2 separate regions of the Zea mays genome follow, and region 1 is linked to region 2. Evidence: chromatin contacts called from public Hi-C data. All regions are on one chromosome and are shown on one strand. Each heading gives the region's core, a stretch centred on a gene start, on an enhancer-like site or on the middle of the called end of the contact. The rest is flanking DNA. Distances are from core to core; before and after follow the strand shown. Region 1 has its middle 250 kb from the start of LOC103632455. Region 2 has its middle 59 kb from the start of LOC109940897.

Region 1 (6,730 bases), core at 3,055-5,554, 870 kb before region 2:
GTCAATTGGGACAAGTGGTTTTGAAGTTTGAAAGAGGGTGAACATGTTTCATCTTTGGAAAAGGGTTGGTTTTGGACTTAGAAGAATTCTGATTTTTCTCTTAGGTTTCTCCCTTTGGTGAACCTTTTAGGGTTTTTCTGAAACCTTTTTGGGGTCACATTCTTACTATTTTTAGTAGGGTATTAGGGGTACTACAATTGTTATAATTGGCCCAAGTCATGATCATGTGGTTTTTATATCCTTTTGGTCATACTTACTTATAGTGCTCCAATTGTCCAAAGGGGGTTTGCATTAGGGTTTGGGCAATTCTTCCCATTATATGTGCATGATAAGCCAAGGCATGACATCTAAGATGGGTTGCAATTACTTAGGGTCTTGATTTTCCAAGCTTGGAGTCCTTTACTTCAGTTAAGTCACATGTGATGATGGGTTTTACTTGTGTAGCCTTGAGTGAAAACTCTAAGTAACACTTGGGGTGTTACAGAATAGTTCAATTGGTTGGCTCGAGGAGCTTTACCATGTGACGCAGAGGTAGTATGCGTGAGGAATTTGGAAATGGTGCAGTGGCTTACCCGGTCCACGCTCTCCAGTGAGCGGAAGAAGTCTGGCGAGGGTGATCCGGTGTTTCCGGTGAGGTTTCACTTGGTCTGAGGGTCTGTGAAGCTCCACGGGTCTCCGGTGAAGCTAACCGAACTGCTGGCGTGAGCGAGGGATGGCTGGGGTGAGCTGGCCACGGTGGCCGGAGCTCGGGCAGCTTAGCAGGTGGGGGAGCTCTCGGTTCACGGCCAATGCTCCGGTAATTGAGCGCGGCGAGTGTGCGAGGCTGGGGCAAGGATGTCTAAGTGCTAATGGCCTTTATAGACGCGGGTGCGAGGAGGGCGCGCGGCGGACTTGATCGTGCGCGGGGGCAAGCGTGCGAGGGGGTTGGGCGAACGCTGGCGTGTCGACCAGGGTCGAACACGTGTGTGCGTTGTTTCTGCCCGAGTTCTGGCGCGTGTAGTCACTTGTCCATGCCTGCTCTTGCCTTGGTCAGTGCACAAAACCTCTTCCCCTTCCTCTAAGCTACCGATCTTGTGTGGGGGTCAAAGGATTTGGCCTACTGGTTCCAGAGATATGGAGCACTCAAGTAGGATCTGTCTCACAGCCCAAGCCTGAGGCAAATCCCTGGTTTTGTCGTGCCTAAGGCTCAAATCCCAATGCCATCTTCAAATATGTGGTAGAGGGGTTAGTTTAGCACATATTTGTCAATGGGAGCTCACGGTTTTGAATTAGGGGTCATGGTGAACGCGCTCGATTTTGGGGCTGAATTTCAGAAATCTGAAATTCTGATTTCTATAGAAGGCTTCCACTTGAATGGCTTGTTTGGGGATTTTTAAAAATCCTTTTGGTTAAACTCTCTTACTATTTTTTGTAGAATATTTTGTGCATTACAACTTTTATAATTGGCCCAAGTCATGACAATGTAGTTTTCTTGGTCTTTATTGAGTTTTCTTTTCAGTGCTCCATTGCCCTCTAGAAAGGGTTGTTAGGGTTTTGGCATTTTCTTTCTTCCTTAAGCTTCATATGGTCAGGGTATGGTTCGTAGGGTGAAAAATACTTGATTAAGTTCTTGCCTCTAAATTTTGGTGTCGTTTGCTCAATTTAATTCACATGTTATAATGGTCACAATGTGGGCATTGAGGGAAAAACCTTGGGTAACACTGGGGTGTTACAATAAATGTATTCATAAGTATAGCACTTGATTACTTAGAATTAGTAAAATATCTAGTTATGTCATAATAACCATGATTATGTTACTAAAGTCCAAAATTTGTAATTTACATTAATTCTTAGAATATTAATGTAAGGTGATTTAGAAATAAACATTTCTAGCTATACGTATAATTTCTATTTAGATAGAAAAGGATAAAACCCAAAAGTCTATTATTAGTAATAAAGAAAATAATTAACCATAAAGTTTGTTAACACATTTTTATCTATATTATACTCGATAAAACTAGTGTCATAGTCACCTACTCATATTTTCACCAATAATAACTCGCAGTAGAAGATATATTGGATTAATAAATATTTATGTTGTAGATATATTTATGAGTACAATAGTGTGATGTATGAATGTATATGTAATGGTGATTTATTACCCATGTAATGGTGTATGTTTATTTATTTGGCGTACATATTCTTTTGTATGTACGATACACAAATCGATGCTAGAAGTTGATTGTGAGGTAGATGAACCAAACTCGTTTGAGGACGACCCACTGGACACTTTCGTGCAAGGCAAGTGGATTCTCCCTCTGCATTTTCTATTTGTACCCAAATAATGCATATAATAATGTTTACTTTTTGGATATATTGCATAATTTGATGGGATTTGCCTAAATAAGGATTTCTTAGAATTACCAACCCTATTCCTTGAATTACTCTAGATAAATGCTATGCTTAGCAATTTTTGCTATTGCTCAACTTGATAAATATGATGTCACACTTTTAATGATACTATGTTCCGGAAATGATGTTTTATTATGATATTAACCCAATGGTTAAACAAGAACATTTTGTGCTAAATGGAACATGGGGTGACCACCCAGGATAACAGTGCAACCACGAGTGCTATCATGGCTCTGGCTTTGGTAATTAGCTCTATAGACTTAGTGCTTAGCAACCCTACCTGAAAGATGGGCAAGAGGGGGCGACAGTGGTTTGGTGGCAGCTCATGTTAACATGGGGTGTAGTCTTGGCTAAGTTACCTCACCCAGAGGGCCATCAATACTGACATGGAAACTTTAGCGGGTGGCTTTGTACTAAGGATATTTTGTGAAAGCCTCATAATGGATCCCTAGCCATTCACCTCGGCAGTGTTTACGAGTCCGATCAACCCAGGCTAGATGGGATACATGGCTTGTGGGTAAAGTTGTACTACCTCTGCAGAGTGTAAAACTGATATGTCAGCCGTGCTCACGGTTAAGAGCAACCTGGACCCTCATATGATAATTGAACTTATAGATGGAAAATAAATCGTGATCTGATGATCTACCAGTGGTTTGCCTAAGTGATTTCACTTAAGTGCTTTTGATATAATCTTATACCTTTGATTAATTGGGATATTTGGGATACACACTTATTAGTAAGACAGGTGTTGCTAATAAAATATTGACCAACTAAAATGCTTACCTCTTATCCATAGCCTACCTTGTTAACTTGCATTAATTTCCCCCACTTGCTGAGCCCCGACCATAAGTGAGCTCACCCTTGCTAATATTTTGATTAGAGGGTGATGACGAAGACTTCGCAGATGACGTTGATGAGTTTTAAGTCTAACGATGCGCCAGTCACCTTTCTGTGGAAGAGTGTCCATGTTTAGTTCCGCCGTACTTTGATTGTGATACTTGTTAAGATACAATGATCCAGATGATGTAATAAAGTTACTCTACTCTCTTTACACCTTTATTGCATTGTCTTTTGATATATTACACTTGTGACGTCAACATATATGTGGAAAATAGGTCCTGGTCCACATATGCTATGCATTCGGTTTTGCCTCCCAGAACCGTGTGTGACAAGGCTCCACCTTTAAACACCACTTCTTCTAGGTGTTCTACAAGTCAAATAGAGATACATGTATGATGATGTAATGATATGAAATGCAAACTCTCACAAGGAGAGGTGGGGAACATAAACACTCCTAAATAAACACATGACAAGAATACACATGGTTCTACAGCACCAACACTTGCTAAAAGTGGCCAAATCGTATTCACATAGGCAAACCAGAGAACTAATACATCTTAGATCTCATCCAAAAGCTTAAAACTTCTTAAGCAACTACATCTCTTCCCTAGATAAACTTATCTCCTTTCCAAAGCACTAACCCACACTTGATTAGGGATTAACCACTCTATTTTGGGGCTTAAAGGGTTTCTAGAGCAAAAAGCTTCCAAACAGCCCCAAACCTTTACCAAGTGTTCAACGGCTAATAAAAAGGTTCTCCAAAAATTTTCATGACTTTTGGTTCTTTATTCTTATTTCTAAAATTAATACAGTCCTTCAAAGAGCACCTTAAATTTACTTAAACTTTGCTAACTGATCTAAAAATCCTAAAACCAACTTTACCAGAGAGCTCTTGATTTTAGACATCCAACAAAATTTGTCCCATGATTGTTGGAAATTTCTACTATTTTTGGCACTATTCTCAAGTTCTCCAGAAAAGGAAAAAACCAAAACTGGGAACAATATCAGGCCCAATCTCGCCACTCGGCCACGCAAGAGGACAAAGCCGGCCCATGGCTGGCTACACGCGCGCTAGCACCTACTTTTTTTGCGCAAAGTCCCCTGCCACAACGCCAAAATGAATCTAAGCCTGATCCACTGTTTCACTGAGTGGCTGACGTTCTCACTTAAACCCTTTCTTCTCCTCCTATTTACAATGCTTCATCCACGACTCCGGACGAACCGAACGCCGGCGAGTCAACAACTGTCCCTGCCGGAGCCTTCTCCATCCTGGGTAAGAGCACCATTGTGCTCCCCAACGCTCGGCGAACACGTCGGTACCCAACAACGCACAAAAACACCATAGAACCCCGGATGGCCATGGCCACAGCGAAACTCGATGTCCGGCGAGCTCGAATCTAATGCGAGGGCACACCAGAGCTCAAATTTAAGGCATATAAGCACCAGCAACTCACCCACACCATGACGCTTACGCAGATCAGACTGGAGAAAGCGGGGATAGACCGGCTGACGATGAGGCGACCCATGAAGATGAGTGACGACGTCGTGGCCACGTTCTGGATGACCTAGAGTAGTAGAGTTTAAACAGGCAGATGCATGAGCTACATTACACCCACGGGAGACTGGAACACGGGATTAGAGGCATCGAACAATGTCAAACAAACCTAGCCACGATGAGGCGGAAATTGGATAGCGCGGCGATGAACAGTAGGGCAAGACGCCTCTCAGGGGGCTCGGGTGAAGACATGCGGCTGGGTTGTGGTTACACAAGCGCAAGAGGGTGGCGAAGCATAGTGTGTTATCAATTTGGGTGATGAACTCGCGGGCACGGTGAATTTTGCTAAACCCGAAGGCAGCAGCGACACTGAGCTAAAGACAGTGCCAGACACAGCTCAAGGTGAGGCTAGATCTGGGAGGATTGGGGTGGTACGTTGTTAGCAGCTGCTAGGACATGTTTACATGGCGTCCATGCATATGTACCACGCACGCTCGATATTAGGCCGAAGCCATGTAGGCAGGATCAGTGACGAGCAAACCAGAAATAAACAACCAGGTGAGTCACCGGCGTGGATAACTCACATGCTGCTCACGACTCAGGCGTCAGCCACGTCAAACTCCTCACCCCTAGTACCCCTCGTGCCCCCGTTCTTATCCTCAATTCGAGCTAGAGCAGCACAAGTGGAGCACGGCATGGGTGAAGATCTTTTTCAGAGTCTGATCAATCCCTGAAACAAATAACTCGACTGAACCCTCCCTAATGACTCCTCTCAAACACCTAACTTCCAATGCTAACAGGTTGACCATAATTCACCAAACCTGCTCACCTCTTCAACCTTGACACAGTAACCCCAAGCCAAGAGTTCACAAATCAAGAGCTATCCTATTCCAAAGTTAACCCAAAATCACTGCCTCGCTAAACTGAACATAGTTCAGCACCAAATGGACCTGACTAAGAAAGTTTAGGTGTATTTAGCTCAACTCTACATAGCACCAATATTATCTCCCTATAGAGGACATAGGAACCTAACAATGGTCTTCAACTTTGCCATACAAGGTATAGCTCCTAGCTACACCGAACAGTCCCAAATAAACTTCAAAGTTAGTCCAACATGACTGAAATTTAGTCTGGATTACTGAACAATATGTAGCGCTCTCTTGCCTGACAACCCCTCTTTGGACCAACATTTCTCCCAAATTTGTGTAGCACCAAGCCAAACCTACTTAAGGAGATTTGTTCACCAATATATGGTCTTCACTTATTCTATAGAAACCACAGTCCAAAACTTCCAAGATTAGTCACAAGGAAGCTCCAAAGTTGAGCAAAACTCACTGAAATTCAGTTTTAGGTAACTGATCCAAGTCTAAAATTAAAGTTTGACATGCCTTTGGGAACCATTTCCTTCCAATTCCAAGTTGCATTAGGGGCATGACCCTTACTAAGGTTTACTCCCCCAACATTGATATCCAAGTTTGCCATAGAAAATATAGTCTAAAAACACATGGATTGATCACCAATGAGCTCCAAACTTGACACTTTTTACTGAAATTCAGATTTCAGTACTGACAAATTCAGCTAGTGCAACTCTAACAATCGACTTTTGGGAAGATTTTGCTCTACCTTTTATTTGAGATCAAGCCCAACTCTCTTAAAGAAATTTGTTCCCCATCATATAGTCTACAACTCCTATATATAAACCATAGTTCAAAACCTTATGGATTGTGCATAAGAAAGCTCCAAAGTCGTACCAAAAACACTAAAATTCAGATTTAGTTTGTTGCACAAAATCTGAAATCCAAATCTGTCAGCTCCACTTTGCATAACTTTTTCTTCTAGTTGCATATAGGTTTGGGACCATTTTACTTAACAAAACTTTTACTCCTCATGTAGCCCTATAGCTTTGTTATAATGACCATCTTCCAAATGGTTCTAGATCAGAAGTTACAAGGGTTCAAAGTTGACTAGTTGATATTATTTTGAACAATTTCAAAATGAACCCAA
Region 2 (6,769 bases), core at 4,033-6,532:
TTCTTTGGCGAAAATCATTAACGGCCCGAATGTACTCGTCCATCTTCTGGAGCAGCTTCTCCAAAGTTTGAGGAGGCTTCCTAGCGAAGTACTGAGCTGACGGTCCTGGCCGAAGCCCCTTGATCATGGCCTCAATGACAATTTCATTGGGCACCGTTGGTGCCTGTGCCCTCAAACGCAAGAACCTCCGGACATACGCCTGAAGGTATTCTTCGTGATCCTGGGTGCACTGGAATAGAGCTTGAGCAGTAACCGGCTTCGTCTGAAACCCTTGGAAGCTAGTTAACAACAAGTCCTTCAGCTTTTGCCATGAAGTGATCGTTCCTGGTCGAAGGGAGGAATACCAGGTTTGAGCAACACTCCTGACAGCCATAACAAAAGATTTGGCCATAACTGCAGCATTGCCACCATACGAAGATACTGTTGCTTCGTAGCTCATCAAAAATTGCTTCGGGTCTGAGTGGCCATCGAATACGGGAAGCTGAGGCGGCTTGTAGGACGGAGGCCAAGGTGTAGCCTGCAGCTCAGCGGACAGAGGAGAAGCATCATCGAAAACAAAATTCCCATGATGGAAATTATCATACCAGTCATCTTCGTTGAGGAAACCCTCCTGATGAAGGTCTTGGTGCTGAGGCCTTCGGTGCTGCTCATCCTGAGCAAGATGACGAACTTCTTCAGAGGCTTCGTCTATCTGCCTTTGCAGTTCAGCTAGTAGGGGTGGGCGTTCGGGTTACCCAAAAATTTCGGGTCGGGTAATTCGGGTTTTTAAAATTTCGGGTTTTGAGAATCGATACCCGAAATTACAACGGGTTTTGCAATACCCGAAATTTCGGGTACCCGAAATTTCGGGTTCGGGTTCGGGTATTCCCGAACTACCCGAACTATTGTGTCACCTTCATAAAAACACATACACCCTATTAAATTAGTATAAAAATATAGTTTGAATAATGATACACATGGACATATAAAACACAAGCAATCTACAATCATAAGTTATGCACACAAACACATAATTATAAATGTACAAATTAATAATTAAGCATGACATGAGTACATGACACATTAAAGTTCGGGTAATTCGGGTATTTCGGGTACCCGATTGTGATACCCGAATTACCCGAACTAAATTCGGGTTTTGCAAGTTGTTACCCGAAATTCCCGAACAAAATTCGGGTTTCGGGTATTCCGGGTTCGGGTTCGGGTATTCCGGGTTCGGGTTTCGGGTTACGGGTTTTTTGCCCAGCCCTATCAGCTAGCCTGGCCATCTTCTCTTTCTTCCTCTGCACCTGTTGATGAAGCATCTCCATGTCTCTGATTTCTTGATCTATCTCGTCCTCTGGTGGTGTCGGGCTGACAGCCTTCCTTTTCTGGCTTCGGGCCTCCCGAAGAGAGACAGTCTCCTGATTGTGGTCCAGCGGTTGAAGAGCTGCAGTGCCAGTTGCTGAAGCTTTCTTCGGCGCCATAACGAAGGTTTATGATTGCCGAAGGTGTTCAGAAAACTCAGAGTGTGGAAGTGAGTTCACCGGAGGTGGGCGCCAATGTTGGGGACTTGTTCTCAAATGCTATGAGTCAAGAACAAGGCAACATAGAAAATGTTAATCGGTAAAGTCCTTCGTCCTTCGAAGCATTATTCCCCTTAGGATATAATGGTTTTCGGATGAAGGTTATGAAGGGCGTACCTTCATAAATACACTATACAATGACGAAGGATGAATTGTAAGGAATATAAAGGTCAACATAAACAATTATATATTACTATCATGTATAAACAGAAATAACGTTGGATTACAAATGTACCTTCAACTTGAAGGAGATGAAAGTACAAGCGTGACGCAAAAGCGAATGCCAAATCAGCGTGAACAGTACGGGGGTACTGTTCACCTATTTATAGGCACAGGACACAGCCTATGTAAAATTACATTTATGCTCTTTACATTTGATAATAATTCTATAGTAATCTATCGAGGTCTGAATAGCCTTTTCATCTTTAAGTCGGTTTCATTTTTTGCTGCCACGCCGAAGCTTTCTTGCTCACACCTTCGGCGCTGTATCAACCTTTGTATTATTCTGGTCTGCTGTGATGCCGACTTGAGTCCGAAGATACCTGTTCACACATTATACTCCAGAAATACTGTTAAATCCTGTTTTTGAGGACCTTCGGAAGCCGAAGGCCCCCAACATTAACATCACACCAAACATAAGTACAAACTGAATAATAATGATCTACGCGAAGCTACGAGATCGTGGGATCGAGCACTACTAAGGTCGGAGTTACGATTAAGGATTTATGATTTTATAGAAGATCTGTGTGATTAAAATACTAAACTATATTATAAATTGGTTAGTGTAAATCATATGAGAGATTATCTAAACTTTAATCTAAGTTAAAAATTGACCATAGATCATATTCTAGTAGATTATAATGATAAGCAGTTTAACTAGACTAACCAACATCAGTTAAATACAAATATAATTATAAAATAATGAGACATGGTATAATAAATGTTGTTATTGCATAGTAAATATTATTCGAGACTAACACAACTTGAATGGATCCAATCGGAGTTATATATTTTAAGTTATGAATTTCCAAAGATTCTATGTGTTTTGTACAAGATTAAATAGGATATAAATTTTATTGTGACATTCATGTCAAAAATTCATTTCCATGTTTATTTATTCAATTTATAAGTCTCTGGACTGTGCACACTAATACAGGGAAGAGCAGGGGCTACGACGCAAAACGTCCCAAGACTCAGAGCTATCCCGCAGGATGGCGGGTTGATTTCATAAACACCAGGAGGCTCTTTAACAAAATGTATCCACGAAAGGGTATGGATGGATTCTGGCCGTTGGATTAAAAACCTATGGTCATGATTAGATCTGTCCACGTCTAAACATGTACGCAACCCAGACCCTTGGATCCGAGATCTATGGACCACAACACCCCACGCCTAGATCCAACCTAAGCCCTTGATCTACAGATCGGTGGTCATGATTTAAAGCGGCAAGGGGGGTATGCATAGTATCTAATCGCTGCCATCCACCTAGGATCCAACGGTCCGAAGGTCATCTTCTTCCCCAGACCCAGGGGCACGGCGGCGCTGCGATTTCCTACGGTGGTGCCCGCGGCGGCGCAACTCCGATCGGTGTTCGGGCACGCGATTCGCAGCAATTCTAGGCAGAAATTAATACGGAACACTCAGCGAACATGTAAATGTAACCTCAACGATGGTGGCCCAAGGGGCGAGGTCAACCACGGCGTAGCACAATCCTGCGGTCGTGCACCACATCGACGAGAAATTCCCGATGGCTCCAATTCAATCACGGCCCGGGAAGGCTACAGACAGGCGCGAGTGATTCAGGCGACGCCGCAAGACCACACTAGACCTCACCGCCGATCGCCCAATGGAGCGCCACCCCTTTGCGGCGGTAAACTCCTTTCTCTCACTAATGGCTATGGGTTCCTAGACTTGGACGCAACAGGAGGGTCACGAGGGTAGGGTCCCGCCTTTATAGCTGAAGAGGCCGAGTCCAAGCACGCCCCAGGGAATGCCCCATGGCCGCGCGCGAAGACCGGGATTGTCGACGATTGCGCCCGCAACTTCGGTCGAAGTGGTTGAAGCCGACGGCCTGGTCTTCGGGCCCCACCTGACAGCACCTAGTTCCGAGGCACGTGGCTCGCTCCGCAGGTGAACGCTGACCAACTGGTCCCACACTGCAGCGACAACGTAGGAGCGGCAAGCTACGACTGGCGCGTGGGCACAAGTTGCCAGTGAGACCGACATAAGGGCCCCACCGTGCCAGTGACGTGGCACGCGAATGAGTGGATGGCGGCTAGGGTTTGGGGCAGGCGCGCATACAAGAAAGAGGAGGGGGAAAATGGGCCGATTAGGATGGTTGCCGGCCCATTTAGCTTAGAAGCCCCTTTTTTATTTTTCTTTTTTTCTTTTCTTCCTTTCCAAATTCAAATTTCCCTTTCAATTTTAAATTCCAATCTTGTGTCAAATTTATTCCCAAGTTAAAAGTGCAATTTGAACCTACCCAAAAATAAGATGAATTTATTTATTTATAATCTTATTTTGGTGTTGTATAATATCCTTTTCTTTCCTTCTCTATTTTATTTTCTATTCCCCTTTCTCTTATTCTCAAATCCCAAACTAAATTTAAATTCATGTTTTGAACTTTGAATTCACAATTCTATCTTGAATGATACTTTTGCTCTTTGAAATTATATTTGTATATTATTTATTCTTCTTCCCACTATTTAATTGGGAAATTTGGATCCATACCATTAAAAGATCACCACTTTGGATCCATACCATTACTATCTCACTTACATGTGGGTCCACATGAGTCAATGGTATGTGGGGTTCATGGTATATATCTAAAGTTTAGATCTTTTAATGGTATAGATCCAATTGTTCCTATTTAATTCTAGCAATAGTAAATAACTTTAATACAATTTCCTTCCTCTTTTCTTTTTGAAGTTAAACATTCAAGGGCATTAGAAATACAAGAAGGTTTCAAAAAATCATTAAAGGACGATTCTTAAATTTATTTATCTATTACATTATTATTATTATTGTTTTTTTTACCAATTTTGGGCTTTACACGAACGGAGACTTCCGGGTCGCGATGGGTGGACAGCAAGCGCAGTCAATGCGGCGCCGATGAGAGGTTTCACAACGCCCAGGTTGCCACCCGGACCACGAAAGAGGCTTGGGGAACGGCGAATCGGAGTTCCCCCGGCGGCGGTTCCATCCTGCCCACCTCGATTGGCAAGCACCAACTCGACCCAGGGACAGGGAGTGGTACAACAACGAGGGCCTAGGGAAGTAGGCGGATGTCGACACAAGGAGCGCGGGGCCGAGCACCATGGGAGAAGATCGCGAGGCCTGGAGGGTGGTGGCCGGCGTGGGTTGTTGTGCGTCAACTGCAGAATCAGAGACATCGACTCGACTGGGGATGAGGCCGAGCGTGGCCCAAGCGCAGGGATGCGACCTCCGTGGATGGGGCTATGCAGGAGGCCATGGCACCACTACTATCCTGGGCTGGGCTAGAGGCGGTAGGGTGCCGAGGGCGCACGTATATATCGAGGCGGCCGGTAAGCTTCAACGGATTTCCGATATTCCGGTCACCTCCACTCGCACGCCACGGCGCGATTCACGCGAGGTCGATGAACCGAGAGCCTGGGTCGCACGGTCTGTTGTAGTGCGGGAGATGAGTCCGACCATGAGGGCCCACACGTAAGCGACCGAAACAAAAGCAACGGGAAGAAGCATAGGGTGGGCTGTGCGGAACAAGAAATGGGGCTAGGCCGTGCAAGAGACTGGGCCGAGCGGTGCTAGAGTTGGCCCATGCGCGGTTTGCCTATTTTTCCCTATATTATTTTTATGATTTCTATTTCAAATTTTAAATTCCCATTACAGATTCAAACCTGTTTCAACTTTTCTGTTTTGACTTTCATATTTTCAAATATCAAACCTATCCCTATCGATCATATACTTTTATTTTTGCATTAATATTATTTTTCTTTTTATAGTACATATTTTTCTTTCTTTCCCTTCTCATTTATTTTTTATTCTCTATTCCAATAAAATTCAAATTCAAACTCCCATTTTGAACTTCATATTCCCAAGTGCCAAAGTTAATGGTAATGTGATTATAACATCTATAGTTTACAATATTATTATTTATTCCTTTCCTTATTATTTATTTATGGAAGGAGTAAATGGTTTCATTAAAATTTCCCTTCTCATTCTCTCTTGATTTACAAATTTAAAATCCAAATCCAAGATAAAGTTGAGGAATTCAAAATTTTAATGCATACTCGAAATCAATTGTGAAGCAATAGATATATGTTTATTTTAATTGTTTTATTTGTTTGGTAGATGTTTGAAATATGAAACACACTCATATTGTTTTCTTACTTTTTAGAAAAATAGTATTTTGAATGTGGGATAAGAAGTAAAATTTACTTCAAAATTAAATACTCATGTAAATAAATGCTTATGCTCATCATTTAATGATTTGCATCATCATTTGGTTGAATAGAAAACTTTTCTATTACTTCTTTTCTAAAATCTTTCTTGGTTTTCGAAATTCAGTCCTTAATTTTCATCTCTCAAGTATAATTTAAGATATTTGAATTTGCTATTTTATTTTCTTCATATATTTATTTTATTATTATTTTTTATACAGGTTTTGGGCCTTACACGAGGCGAGCAAGCGCGGCCAAATTGGCTAAAGGAAGGCACAAATAGGAAAAACCAAGCACGGGGGTGGGTGTCTCACCTCGGGACGGAGCTCGAGGTCGCTTGGCGTGGCCTCCGACGTGCTAGAAGACCGACACGACGGGCGTGGGTCTCCGGCGAAGCTGAGCGGCGTGGGCAGAGCACGAGAGGGAGCGGGGCTGTGTGAAATGGGACGAGAGAGTGAGTGTGGGCGCGGGCGGTGCTAAAAAAGGAGCTGGGGGCGTGGGCAGGCGACGTGGCCGAGGATTCCGGCGACGTGCGCGAGTGCGCGCGCTGCTCCACGTCGGGACGCGGGGAAGGCGGAACTGACAGGGGAGGCCCATGGCCGAGCGAGGGAAAGAGCGAGCACACGGGGCAACGACTCGGCGTCTGGTAGAGCGGGCCGGCAAAGCCGAGAGGGAAGAGGGGCACGCGGGCGAAGAGAACTGGCGCCGATAGCCTGGCCCTACTAGGCAGAGAGAGGGAGAGACTGAGTCCGCGTGGCAGAAACTGTCGGTGACAGGTGGCGCCCA

Evidence for each region. Hi-C and Micro-C count contacts between places; a contact is called where the count stands out from the background.
Region 1: a Hi-C map of leaf shows a contact between it and region 2, with 3 times the contacts expected there. The contact joins two enhancer-like sites. A contact is called at or near these places in 2 of 25 Hi-C or Micro-C datasets (ear and leaf).

Annotation. Positions count from the first base shown.
Region 1 is chr7:73,816,550-73,823,279 of Zm-B73-REFERENCE-NAM-5.0, reverse strand. No RefSeq gene overlaps it. Among protein-coding and RNA genes, the nearest start is that of LOC103632455, 250 kb to the right of the region's middle. Within about 2 kb of position 4,304, at least 13 of the 20 cell types and tissues checked have an H3K27ac peak or open chromatin away from gene starts, as enhancers often do. A contact at or near this core is called in ear and leaf, where this site is marked.
Region 2 is chr7:72,951,159-72,957,927 of Zm-B73-REFERENCE-NAM-5.0, reverse strand. No RefSeq gene overlaps it. Among protein-coding and RNA genes, the nearest start is that of LOC109940897, 59 kb to the right of the region's middle. Within about 2 kb of position 5,282, at least 20 of the 20 cell types and tissues checked have an H3K27ac peak or open chromatin away from gene starts, as enhancers often do. A contact at or near this core is called in ear and leaf, where this site is marked.